Linked DNA regions of Strix aluco: region 1 is linked to region 2. A link is a contact called in public Hi-C data. All regions are on one chromosome and are shown on one strand. Each heading gives the region's core, a stretch centred on a gene start, on an enhancer-like site or on the middle of the called end of the contact. The rest is flanking DNA. Distances are from core to core; before and after follow the strand shown. Region 1 holds the start of KDM4C (lysine demethylase 4C). Region 2 holds the start of UHRF2 (ubiquitin like with PHD and ring finger domains 2).

Region 1 (6,318 bases), core at 1,382-3,881, 170 kb after region 2:
ACCATGGTGTATCCAGTTTTCAGTCTCCCAGTAGATGAAAGACATTGACATACTTAACAAGTCCAATGGAAGGCCACAAGATTGTCAGGGGCTGGAGGATATGACTTGTGAGAAGCAACTGAGGGAGCTGGGTTTGTTCAGCCTTAAGAGGACAAGGCTTCAGGGTGATCTTATTGCTGTCCACTATTACCCAGTGGGACGGCATAGGAAAGATGGAGCTTCCTTGGAAACACACAGGGATAGGACAAGACAAACATATAAGCTGCAATACAGGAAATTTGGATTATATTAGGTAAAAAAGTTTTCACCATGAGTGGTTCAACACTGAAGCAGGGACCCAGAGGTGTCATGGAAGATGAACTCGTAACTGAAATAGACATCAGCTACTCAAACGCAAGTGGCTTCTGACCTCTGCCAAAGGGAGCGAAAGAGAGAAGATACTTACACTGTTGTACAGCAGAAAGGTCATTTATTGGTCAGAAGCTTGTGCTGCCTAGATATTGCATCAGCAACTTAAAGGTGAGGGAAATTAGGGGTTACAACCTTTTTTCTTAGTAGCTGTGGTCACATGACCAGGGGTTTTGTTACTAGCCAACACTAACCTAAAAGCATAGCCCAAAACATGAAAGGCAGGAAGTGTGTGCAGAAAACCTTACTTAAACCTCAATGAGAAAAAAATTCTTCATGCCAGCTAGAACATGTCAGCAAATACATAAAACTGTTATGTTAGCGTGTAACTATTCTGAAGAAGGCCACTGTCCTTTCTTCCATCTAGCAAGGCAGAGGTGCTAAACTACTGGCTTTGGAGAATGATGTCAAAGCAGTTTTCCATAGCCACAGCATGGTGAGGGTTAATGTTCTCAGGCTATCCACCTGCACCCTCAGTCCCATACTTGGACTGAGAGGTGTATGCTTTGGCAATACTGTAGTACACTCCAGACACATAATGACCTCACAGAGACTTGTCACCTGAAAGAAGATCAGATGAGGAGAGGTGCTGACTCAATGCTTTCTAGAGTCACTGCCATACTTTCTCTTCAACTGGTACTCAGCAGGCCTCTTAGAGATCATATTAGAAAACAATCCTAAATCATCAATCTTTTGTGCTTTATAACTGACCCAATGAGCAGAGAATGAACCTAATGAGAAGCTATGAGAAACTGCATTCAACTGCACTGTTGTCCCATCAGCATTTTCTTCATCCCCCCAAAGGCTTGAGGAAGAAGGCAAACAACTTCTTCCATTTCTACTTATATTAGTGAAACAAAATTCCTTTCATGAGGCAGATGAAGATGACTCATTTTAGACACTGCTGGTCATAGTGATGTCCTACAGAGATACTTAAAGAGTTGCGTGAGTTTTCCTGGGACTGAAGATACAGTATAAACAGTACTACTATCATTTAATGTATAGCTCTGTGCTTAAACGATGAAGCAACATGAAAGTTTCCGAGCACAACGAAGTTATAGCATTAGATGTGTTCCTTAAAAAAAAAAAAAAAAAAAAATCCCTGTGTTTTCAGGTTCCGTTAGTACTGAAAAAAGTCTTTGGCACTTAAAAGATAAAGTGTAAACTAAGACTTCTTTCAACATAATAGGTACACTTGAAGAAGCACATTTAAAAGGGATTTTAGTTATCTTTTGGTCATTTTTCACTATTTTTTTGACCATAGCAACCAGAAGCTAAAATGAAAGATAATCAGAAATTACTAAGAAAAATCAAAGCATATCACACAGTTAAAAAAAAACTCCAACTGGTTTATTTTAGCAGCCACCTGAACAGTCAGCATTACACTGGACCACGGCACTTCAGAAAGTAAACGCATGACATACAGCACTGTGGGGCTTAGTCACTAAAATCAACATTAAGGTTTTGGAAACAAAATCACTTTCATATAGCAGTACTGATTGGTAAGGGACATGAGTGTAAAAGAGGAGGACAACCAAGTCGACCTAGCGGCTTGCCCTGACGGATTCCACCATTCCTACGGACCAGGTCTCGCCTGTCAAGTATCGCTGAGGTGAACCGACCGACTTCGTTCGTAAACTCGGGGCTTGTGCTTTCCTGACGTGTCTCCCGGTAGGTGCCGCGGCTGGCCGAAGGCAACGCCGGCTCCCCGTTCAAGAGCACGCACCGCTCGGGGGCGGCTAGGGCAACAGCGGCAGGCAGGGCCTGCACGGCCCGAGTGGCGGAGGAGGCACTCACAGAGACACCGCTTCCCCCAAAGACACCGCTCAGCCTCCCGATGGAGAGGCAGACGGCCCGCACACCTGTGCCCGGGCCGAGCCAAGCCCGCCAAGCCCACCCTGCCCAGCAGGCACCTGCGCCGCAGCAGCCCCGCCTTACGCCTCACCCCTGGCGAGAGCCACCGGCGGCAGCGCCGCGGGCTGCCCGCCCCGGCACCGGCGGCAGGCCCCGCCCCGCCGCGCCAGGTGACCACCCTCAGGGCCCGAGAGCTCCCACGTGACCTCCACGTGGCTCCCCGCCCCTCACGCGGCCGCCACGCTCTGCGGAGCCGGGAGCGAGACTTTGCGCCCGCAGCCGCGCCCCACCAGGAAGCCCCGCGGCGGCGCCGCCCGCTCCTCGCACGTGACGCGGGCGCCGCGCCTCTGTCACGTGCTCCCTCCCCTGGTCTTCCGCGCGTCCCCCGTGCGTGCCGGGGCTGTGCGCATGCGCAGCCAGCAGCTGTCATCCGCGCAGGGAGCGCGGGGTCCCGCCGACGCGGGGAGGAAGAGCTGTGAGGGGACCGAAGAGGCGGCGGGGCCGGGAGGCCGAGGGGAGCGGGCCTGCACTGCCGCTGTTCCCCCCGCCTCCTCGCCTTCCTCTGGCAGCTTAACCCCGTCCAGGAAAGGTGAGGGGCGAGCTCCGGGCTGGGCAGCGACGGGTTTGTGGGGAGGAGGCACGGGGCGACCTGCCAGCTCGGAGGGAGGGTGCGGGGTGTGCGTGGGCCGGGGGCGAGCGGGAGGATAGGAGAAGGCCGGGCGAAGGGCTAACGGCGGTGCGCGGTGGGGCAGGGCCGGGGGAAACGCCGGAGTCAGGGCGCGTCGGAGCGCGGGGCTGCGGCGGGTCCGAGCAGAGGGGCAGCGGCTCGCCGGGCTCGCCGCTCCAGGGCACGCCGTGGCGGTCGGGTGCGAGGGGTGGAGCGGCCGCCGTGCCGGCCGTCAGCCCCCCGCTGGGGTGCGTGAGGGGTCGGGGCGCCCCGCGGCCCGGAGGGGATCCGTCCGGGGACTCCGCGTTGTAAGTGGCTGTCGGCTGGGACGGGGCTGAGGAAACGAAACCGGCAGGTGTCGGAAAAATACGTCTCGTGTTCCCGTTCGTGGCCAGCCATTCTGGGTCAGGACAGTCGGTGGAAGCTCTCCGAGAGATCAGGCAAAGGTTTCCCCGGGTGGTCAGAGTCGATGCGCTGAGTAAAATACAGCGTTGCCTGTCTCCGTGTCTTTTTGGGCTGTGGCGAAATTCTGTGGACTTCCCAAACGGTCTCTTCATTACAAAGTGTAGCAGCGTTGTTACAGCTCTTTCGGTTCTGCACGTCGTTAAGGCGTTCCTGGAAGTTAACTGTTGTAAAGTGTTAGAAAAAAAGCTCCAAACTTCTGAGTAAAATACTCAGTTAAGCGCCAGTTCCACATCTGTCTGTGGTTTCAGTGTTTTCAGAGCCATTTCGGGATCGGGGCTTTATGCCATGTTAATAGTCTTCTGTTAATGACCCTTCTCTCTTCTGCAGTTGATTTTGACTGGCAATCTGAAATGAGAAGTGTGTACAAAATATTTTTTCTGCTAGGTTAACAGTGTTAGGAAAAATACTAGGTGCCTGTGTGTTTTTCAAAGATTTATACTAGTTCAGAGCATAACCAGCATTTATTTTTTATATTATTAAACTGCAGATTTATGATTCTTTGCACTCTTTTCTGAGACATTAACAAAAACATCAACGGAGGTCACCTGGTGGCTACTAAACCAGCAGTCTTTAAGCTGAAACACTTTCCACGAGAAAGAAATTGACTGGCAATCCAATGCAGATTATTTTTTGTCACCCTGCAGTGGTTTTTTGTTCACATTCTTAATGAACCAAGAATGTGAAAATGACTGTGGTATAAAATTTGTCTTAAGCTTTACCCTTACTTTCTTTGAACTGTGATAACTAGCTCAGGGTATTGCTTCACAAGAAGTACCTTCCAAACACAAAGCAATGGAAAACACAAGCATGATTTGCTTTTGAGTACTTGAAATGAGGGTAAACTGAACTAGTGGCAGTCATGCTTATCTTACTCTCAACTTCGGTTTGGAGTGGCGCTGATGTTGTAGATTGCTGACAGCTGATGGTTTTCTTTTAGCTGAGTGCATATACAGATGTGTGTAAGAGCAATTTCCTTTCTAGGGACTAACCCAGGAAACAATATGTCTCATCCAAATAGGCAGACAGGATTAAATAGCTGTTGGATGAGAGTTAGAGCCAATGTATGTGAGGGGAAAAACCTTTAGTCAGTGTTAGTTAAAAAAAAAAAAATTGATTTGGTCTCTCTTTTTTTTTTTAAAAAGGTAAATATGATGAAATAGGAAAAAACTTTATGTACTATAATTTTTAGTGCTTAGTTATTGATGAGAATTTAGTACAGAATTTTGTATCTCTTGGCCTGATTTGTAAACAAATCAGGTAGACAGTTCTGCACCAAATCTAAATACACAATTACCACAGTAATGCCTTCAAATCAGAAAATTATGTTGTCAGTTGCTAATTATTAGGATCTTCCTAAACTATTATGAACAAGCACAGTAATTATTAAAAAAAATCGGTGATTTCATGCCTAACTTTATTAAAAAATATTGTATTGAGTAGATTTGGGACTTTCTCAGTTTAAACAGCTCTTGATTGGTCTACTTCTTAGTTCTGCAGTTAATTCGCTTTGAAATTCCCAGGTTTTTCTATAGGTATCTTTTGCTGGAGTATGTTTCATCAGCATGATGCTGAGCAAAATGTGAATAGGGTATACAGTGGTGTCAGCTTTGGTCGAATTTGATGTTCTGAAATGTTAAGATTTTAATACTTATCTTGTAAAAAGTCTCCATGATCACTTGATAGCTTAATATTTCATGTGTCAGCATGAACAAGTGATGTGTTCTTGATTTTCATTTAGATTCATAGACTCATAAGATATTTTGAAGAACTGCAGTATTTTATACTTGGAAGATAGTAATTGTTGTGTAATTAAATCACATAATGAAGGTGTTCATAACAGTTTGCTGATCCAAAGTCCAGAATGCAGAAATATAGTTTTGGATGTGCCATAAGTAGCTTTAAGGGGAGAAAGTACATCTTTTTGTTTCTCAGGTTATAGAGACTCTACAGGTTGTTTTTTTTTTTTTTTTTGTCCTGTTCTTGTTCTGCATCCAATAAAGGATTTGCCATATAGTGGTGGCGTGTGAGAAGTATTATCACTGATACTGTAGAATATCTCTGAAAAGGATATGTGTGTTTTGATGTTAAGGAGTTGTGAAAGCCAGGGTATAAGGGTATCTTTTGGGAGGAGATCTGTAAAGGCAGTGAATAATGTGCTGTATAGTTACGGAGTTGTTTTGAGAAATGCGTATGGGCAGAAATGACAGAACTGTTTAAAAGTGTTTAATCAGGAAGCATTTCACATTCACCACCTGCTGTTTGTATCCCCAGCAGTATTACAGGCTGCATTAGCAGTTTTTTCTGAACTTTTAGGTGCTTGTAAATTAGCTTTTTAAAAACTGAGGTCTGGGCCAAACTGCTTTCTGGTGTCCATGAGGCCTACACCCAAATTTGAGAATGTTGTTACACCATTGTGTAACACCATGGTTTACTTGCATTTTGAGTAGTGCTTACAGCTTTGGTATGCCTTTCCCCTGACTAAAAGTAATTTACTGGAACTGGTAAAGCTCCAGGAATAGGATGCAGTGATGATCAGAAATATGGGATGGATTTTTCTGCAAGGAGACTGGGAGTCTTCAGCTTAGGAAAGAGGTGACTGTGGGAGACCATGATAGAGATCTCTAAGTCATGTGTGGAGTGAAGGTAAATATGGGCAGATCGATAACTGTTGCCAGTGTGCACACGAGATGTCAGATGAAACTAAAATGTGAAATGTTCAAAATGTGCAGAAGGAGATATATCACTTAGCATATTGTTGATTGTGGAATGCTTTGTCATGAGATGGTTTAGGTATTAAAAGCCTGTAAGGGTTCAAAATCATGGGCAAAAAAAGTCCACAAAATGCAGTAATAATACCTTCTCTGTCCAAGAATTCTTTGATCTGTACATTGCTGAAGACTGAGATGGTATTCTGTAAAAATATA
Region 2 (6,490 bases), core at 1,466-3,965:
TTTTTATACTATTTTACCAGTATCCATGGGATGGAGTGAATTTTCTTCAAAGTAGATGGTTTGGTGTTTTGGATTCGTGACCAATATGATGTTGAACACAGGGATGTTTTAGCTGTTGCTGAACAGTGCTTACACAGGGTCAGGAATGTTTCAGTTTTTCACAGTGCCTTGCCAGCAACTAGGTTGGGGGTGTGCAAGAAGCTGGAAAGGGACCCAGCTGGGACAGGTGACCCCAGTGGTATCCCAGACCATACAATGTCATGCTTAGCAATACAAGCTGTGAGAAGAAGAAGGAAGGGTGGGACATTAGGAGTTATGGTGCTTGTCTTCCAAAGTAACCTTTACATGTGATGAAGCTCTGGTTTCCTGGAAATGGCTAACCATCTGCCAGACAATGCAAAGTACTGAATCAGTTCCTTATATTCCTTTGCTTGAGCACACAGCTTTTGCTTTACCTGTTAAACCATCTTTATCTTGTGTCATGTCTCGCTCAGACGAGGGAGACAAGTGACTCAGATTCACAAATCCCCAATGGAGTGGACAACAAGTCTCTAAGTCCAAGCATTTATTAACTAACCACAATGTACTGATTGAACACACGATAATTGGCTGAGTATATAGCAAGTTGTGGCAAGCAATACAATATGCCTTGCATTTCTTAATGGGAAAGGGAAAAGAGGGAGATAGAAGAAATGGGGTGTCACGTCCCGCTCAGACGAGGGGGACAAGTGACTCAGATTTGCAAATCCCCAATGGAGCGGACAACAAGTCTCCAAGTCTAAACATTTATTAACTACTCACAATGTACTAATTGAACACACGATAGTTGGCTAAGTATATAGCAAGTTGTGGCAAGCAATATAATATGCCTTGCATTTCTTAATGGGAAAGGGAAAAGAGGGAGATAGAGGGAATGGGGAAATACAGATCACCGGTCTGGGTTTCTGCGCTGATCCTGCCGACGAGGGTTCCGAGAGGCACAGGAGACATCCGTCTTTTTCGCTGGCATCCGTCTTCTTTGCTTCACTGCACTCTCTCTCTCCCCCGGCCGCACCCCCCCCCCCCCTTCTTGATTTATACCCACTTTCCTTGGGTCCATCCCCTAGGTCGACCCACATACCTACGTAGCCCATGTACGGGGAGGGGTAAGGTTTTTCATGGGATGATGTAATTAGCATGATCATGTTAGCCCTCGTTAGCATATTGAGGGGTGTTAACTTTAATATGCATTTCGTGGATAATGAAGCAAAGGTCATTCACCGGACAGATGGCCCTTGAAGTTTTGGCCAGGTGCACCAGAGCAGAGCCGTCCTGTCTTCACAGGGCTCCCTCCTCCAGTCCCATCTTGTGTTATTCGGGCAGCCTTATCAGCTTCGACCTCCACAGAATGCACCCTGTGACTCATAGTTTTGTCTTGGAGTGTTTGAGGCATTTCTTCGATCAGCCTCAACTTTTGCTTTCTCAGGCTGTTTTTCTTAGTTTCTTGCAGGCCTGGTTTCTCATCTCTCACATCTTGACCCACGTCTTCTCACTTTGCCCTTCTGATTCTCTTCTCCATCCTGCTGTGAGGGAGTGCCCAAGTGGCTGTGAAGGACTGTGGGAATACAATGGAAGATTGGTGAGGAGGACTGTAAACACGCTCAAGTGACTTGCAGTTGAGGTGCCGAAAAAAACATGTATCACACTAATTGTTTAGGTCTGTCTGCTTGATGGGTAGAATGTCTGCGCTTAGATAACACAGGTCTGTGAGAGGCTCAGAGGCACCTTACTGAACATCCTTGAGATTCCCTACTGGCTGTGGGAAAGATCAAAGCGCAGTGGAAAAGTACTTCTGTGAAAACCCCGGATATATACAGCCAAAAGCAGCAGGCCCAAGATCTTTTCTTGCTCCTCCTTTTCCTGACTAACAAGGCCCGAGCTCTGTGGTGCCTGCATCCCCGCTTGTGTGCCTCTGCCCAAGTGTTGCTGCAGAGATCCCTCGGGTCGTGAGGTAACGAGAATAAATTTACTCTTTGCATTTCATCCGTGATTTTGTGGTTGTTCCTGCATCCTGCCTGTGCCAGCTCACACAGGGGCTCAGCTGCATACCAGGGCTAGCCCACAACAGCGTGGTAAACCCACGTTTTTCTGATGTCAATTTACAGAATTACCCAATCTAGAAAAATATAGAAAGACACACCCACATCGGATTTGAAGTATAAGCGAGGCTTGCCTTCCCTTGTCTCGCCCCAAGTTTTCGTCTATCTAATACAACAGGCGCAGCCAGACTTAACCTGTATTTTTTGGTTAGAGCTAAATCTGGCTGGGCTGAGATGTTTTGTCTTCGGAAGCACCACGGCCTGGGCTTCACTAGCGGACACCGCTCTCCCGGCTGCCTAGGGATGCTGGGCCGTTCTGACGCCTGCCAGCCTGCGGGCCGGGCTAGGCCGCGGGCCCTGCGGGCCCCAGAGGCCAGCGAGGCCCGCCCCGAGCGGCGGCCAGGGACGCCGTCCCGCTCGGCCGCCATGGAGACGTCAACGGCCGCTGACCCCGCGCGCGCCAAGCCCTCCCCCCGCAGGCCTCGCGCCAGACGCCGGCCGGGGGCGGTGCGGGGGGCGGGCCCGGGGGCGGGCCAGGGGGCGGAGCCGTGCACCGCCCCGACTGCGGCGCGAGGGCGGCCGGGCCGAGCGCAGCGGGAGGGGGCGTGGTGCCGCCCGCGCGCCCCCGCCCCGCCCCCGCCCCGGTGTTGTTGTCTCATACGGCCGAGGCCGGGGGCTCTCGCGAGATCAGCGTTGGCGCCGTGACCTCCATGTGAGAGCGGCGGCGCCTGGTAAACACTCCCCGGGGTCGGGAGATGGCTCCCGGCGGCGCCCGTTAGACCTGGACGCGGTGGTTCCCGCCAGACTCCGCCTCGCCTTGTGCTGCCGCGGGGGGCCCGCGGCGCGGGCGATCGGGAAGCGGCGGGGGATCGGCTCGGGTCTCCTTCCCTCTCCGCGCCCCTCTGAGCGAGGACGGCGGCCCGGCGGGCGGGGAGGGCTCGCGTCTGTTCCGCGGGATTTGAAAATCCTGCCCCACTGAGCCGAACAAAGAGCGGGGGAAGCGCCCGGCCCCCTCCCCTTCTTCCTCGCACACCGCAGACGCGCACCCGGGGAGCGGACCCCTTTCCCACCTCCTGCCCCAGACCTCCCTCCCCTCTCCGCGGCTGGCGGAGCCACCGGGAGGGCGCGCACCATGTGGATCCAAGTCCGAACCATAGACGGCACCGAGACGCAGACCATCGACGATCTGAGCCGCCTTACTAAGATCGAGTGCCTGCGGGAGAAGATCCAGGAGACCTTCCGCGTAAGCCCCGACCGCCAGCGCCTCTTCTACCGGGGCAAGCAGGTGAGGCGGAAACGCCCCGACCTGGGTGGTGGCGGGTGGGGGCTTTCCCCCTCGCCCGCCCCGCGCGTCCCCCCTCGGGCTCGGCTCTTTGTGTGGCCGTGCGCGGAGGTCCTCATCCCCACCCATGTGTCGTCCTGTGCCTCCGGCTTTTGTTTACTCCCGTCCCGTCGGGCCTAGAGGGAGGTGGGGGGCCCGAGGGAGCCAGGGCGTCGGGCGCTGCGAGCCGGCTCCCTCCTGTCCCCCTTCTTCCCCGACGGCGAGCGGCTGCCGGAGAGGCCCCTTTGTGTGTTTGTTTTCCCACCTGAACCGCGGGAGGCTCCTCCCCCAGCCCCTGCCTTTATCGCAGCGAAGTGACAGGGCGGCCGGAGCGCTGCGAGGGGGAGGAAGCCCCTCCGCCTTACCCCTCCCCCCAGGCCCCGCCGGCGGAGCGCCCGGATCGAGCTTCGCCCGTTGACCCCCGGCCGCCCTGCCGCCGCCTCGGCCGGGCAGGGGCAGAGCCTGTACCGCGAGCCGTTTGCACGGCGGAACGCCGCCCCCGCGGACCGCACGTGGCGGGGGGGGCTGGGGGCTGGGAGGGGCGGTGGCGCGAAGTGCGATGTCCCGTCAGGACCCGCTGCGGGGCCGGCACGGCGCGCCCCTCCCCCGGCGTCCGGCGCCGCGCCACGGAGTAACGGTCCTGGGGGTCGCCGCTGCGAACCCCTCCCACCCCCCCCGGGGCGGCGGCGGCGGCGGCGCTCGGCCCGCCGGGCTCCCGCGTGGGCGGGGCGGCGGTGCGGGGTCAGTTTGCGCGGGCAGGGCGTGTGCGCGCTGGTCCTTCCCGGCGCGGGGAGCGGCGTGTCACGGGTGGGGTGGGGGCGGCCGTCGGCGTCCGGAGGGGCGCTTCATCTGGACCGGGGCCCGGCATTGCGCTTTGTGTGAGCGGACACAGCCCCTCCGGTGCCGGACAGGTCTTGATCCGAATAGGTTGCCTCAGGCTATGTCTTTGTTGCTGAAGGGTGTAACCTTTCAAGCTGCCTTACACGAACTATGAGGTGTACTCAGTGCTCGAGTTGTTCAGCGAGGCAGAGCTGTTACGGAGGGTATCGGATGTGTGGTATATTTCGGGGAGCGTGGCACTTCAGATTCACCTTACAACAGATGAGTGTTTCAGTGTTCACCTACACAGAGTAACACAAGGCGCTGACGTTTCTGCCTCAAAAGAGATGAAGTGTGTATCTTTACAAATAAAGGGAAAAAAAGTAACAAATAGAAATGTAACTGTGACTAGGAGGTAAGCATTAGTGGCTAGATGCTAAGCCTAGAATGTGAACCCATTAGCAAATTAGTAGACTTCTGTGTTCTACAGATTGGTGAGGGTGAGCGTTTGTGAGGATGTGTCTGCCAAGTCAATTACAGTCTCATGTTTCTCTGAAGGGACCAAATCAAGGAACATCAGTCTTGAAGTTGTGTGAACCTGTTTAGCTTTGTGCTGTGGCAGCACACCTTTCAGTACAGAGCTTGATGTGGGACACGAGGTTTACACCAGCAACAGGGGAGATCAGCCTGTAATGAGTTGTGCTTTTCTACATAGTCTGTCAGTGGCCAGACCAATTAGCTTGAACACTTTAGTGAGCAGATGTCTTGCTTAAGAAAGCAGAATAGTGAAATACTGTAGCTGAAACTGCCTACATGAGCAGCATTTGTGAGCTTAGTACTTAGTTTATCCAGTTTAGGATACAGTTGGGCTCGTGTTCAGTGAAGAGTTAAGGAGTTCTCTTTTATAGCTTCACTCACCATTTATGTCCGTTTTCTTGCAATTACTATAATTAATTCTGAAGTATCCATGATGGTTATGGATTGCTTCTCCAATCCCATGGTGGTAGTAAGTAGAAAAAAGGTCGGAAGGATTGCTCTTGCACAAGTAAAACTAGATGTTGAGAGAACATGAGCAAAGGAGACTGTAAACAACTTCAAGTCTCTCAGGTCTGTGCTAAAGAATAAAAAAAGGCATCTCAGTTAAATGTGAGGTGAATAGAAAGCAGTATACTGAGGTGAAAACATGGATTCCTGCATGTGTTGGAAGAACCATTATCTAGTCCAAACTCTACCTATTTACTATATCTAGTTGTCTCTCAGTATGGTTAAAGCTCTACAGTCTGCTAGTAGAGCTGTGATCTTGCTACTGAGTACTGCTTACTGTAGTCTTTCTGGGACCTTCTAGAAACGTGTGGACCTTGCAAGTGGTGTGTACCAGAAGTCTGGCTAAATAACCTCCTTTTTTTTCTAAAAATGGGAGGTGTTTGAAGTTATAAGGATGCAGACACCAGAGTCACCATTTATGGACTGAATTTCAACAACTTAATTTCTTAGCTTGCAGTAGAGAACAGCTTCAACTAACATTTTGATCTAGAGCCATTATTTTGCAGTTCTGTAGGAGTGTCCATGCCCAGTTATGTGGTATACTGTATTTGCTCTCATCTGATCTTCAAACACAAATGCAGGATGTTAAGTGGGCAGTACTTCACCCTCCTGTTCTTGAGGGTTAAAATACCCTAGAACTACTGATGAAAACCTAGCGTTGTGATGAATGTAGTACTTTGTATTACTATTTTTTCTTGTAAAACCAGGAAAAGTGCTACTCATTTGAACAGACTGGTTTCTGGTTTTTAACTCTTACTACCTGGAGGACCTACCATTCACACATGGCACTGAAGAGTGAGCAAGATGGTATTACTCTGTAACTTGGTCTGGTCTGTGAGGACATCCTGGACTCTGGGGATCCACATTTCTGCAGAGCTGAATTACTATCAGCCAGAGAAGTAATTCGGTAGATTGAGGCAGAACTTTATGAGGAAAGGGAATAGTAGTGTATGCATAGTTCTTTACTGTGGTGCAGTAACTGAGTCTGCAGTTCGCCAGAGAAGTCTACTGAAAATAGAAGCCTGCAGTGATGTCTCTTAATTTCCTTGTTGAAGAAGTTCGATCGTTGGCTGGAAGGAGTTTCTTGGAGGGACATAAATATTTCCTTATGCTGGAATAAATCGTATCTTAACCTTGCCCCACCATAGACTACTTCCATCTAGTGCTTTATCTGTCTTGTTACCTGTTAACTCTGAGTGAACTCAAAAATTACAATGCATTGTGTGGA

What was found. A called contact is a pair of places that touch in the nucleus more often than the background predicts.
Region 1: a Hi-C map of brain shows a contact between it and region 2, with 6 times the contacts expected there. The contact joins the promoter of KDM4C here to the promoter of UHRF2 in region 2. A contact is called at or near these places in 2 of 2 Hi-C or Micro-C datasets (brain and heart).

What each region holds. Positions count from the first base shown.
Region 1 is chrZ:31,195,748-31,202,065 of bStrAlu1.hap1, forward strand. KDM4C (lysine demethylase 4C) reads left to right here and starts at 2,632. Exons shown (of 21, transcript XM_074811528.1): 1 at 2,632-2,851.
Region 2 is chrZ:31,023,423-31,029,912 of bStrAlu1.hap1, forward strand. UHRF2 (ubiquitin like with PHD and ring finger domains 2) reads left to right here and starts at 2,716. Exons shown (of 16, transcript XM_074811560.1): 1 at 2,716-3,363. The coding sequence starts at 3,211.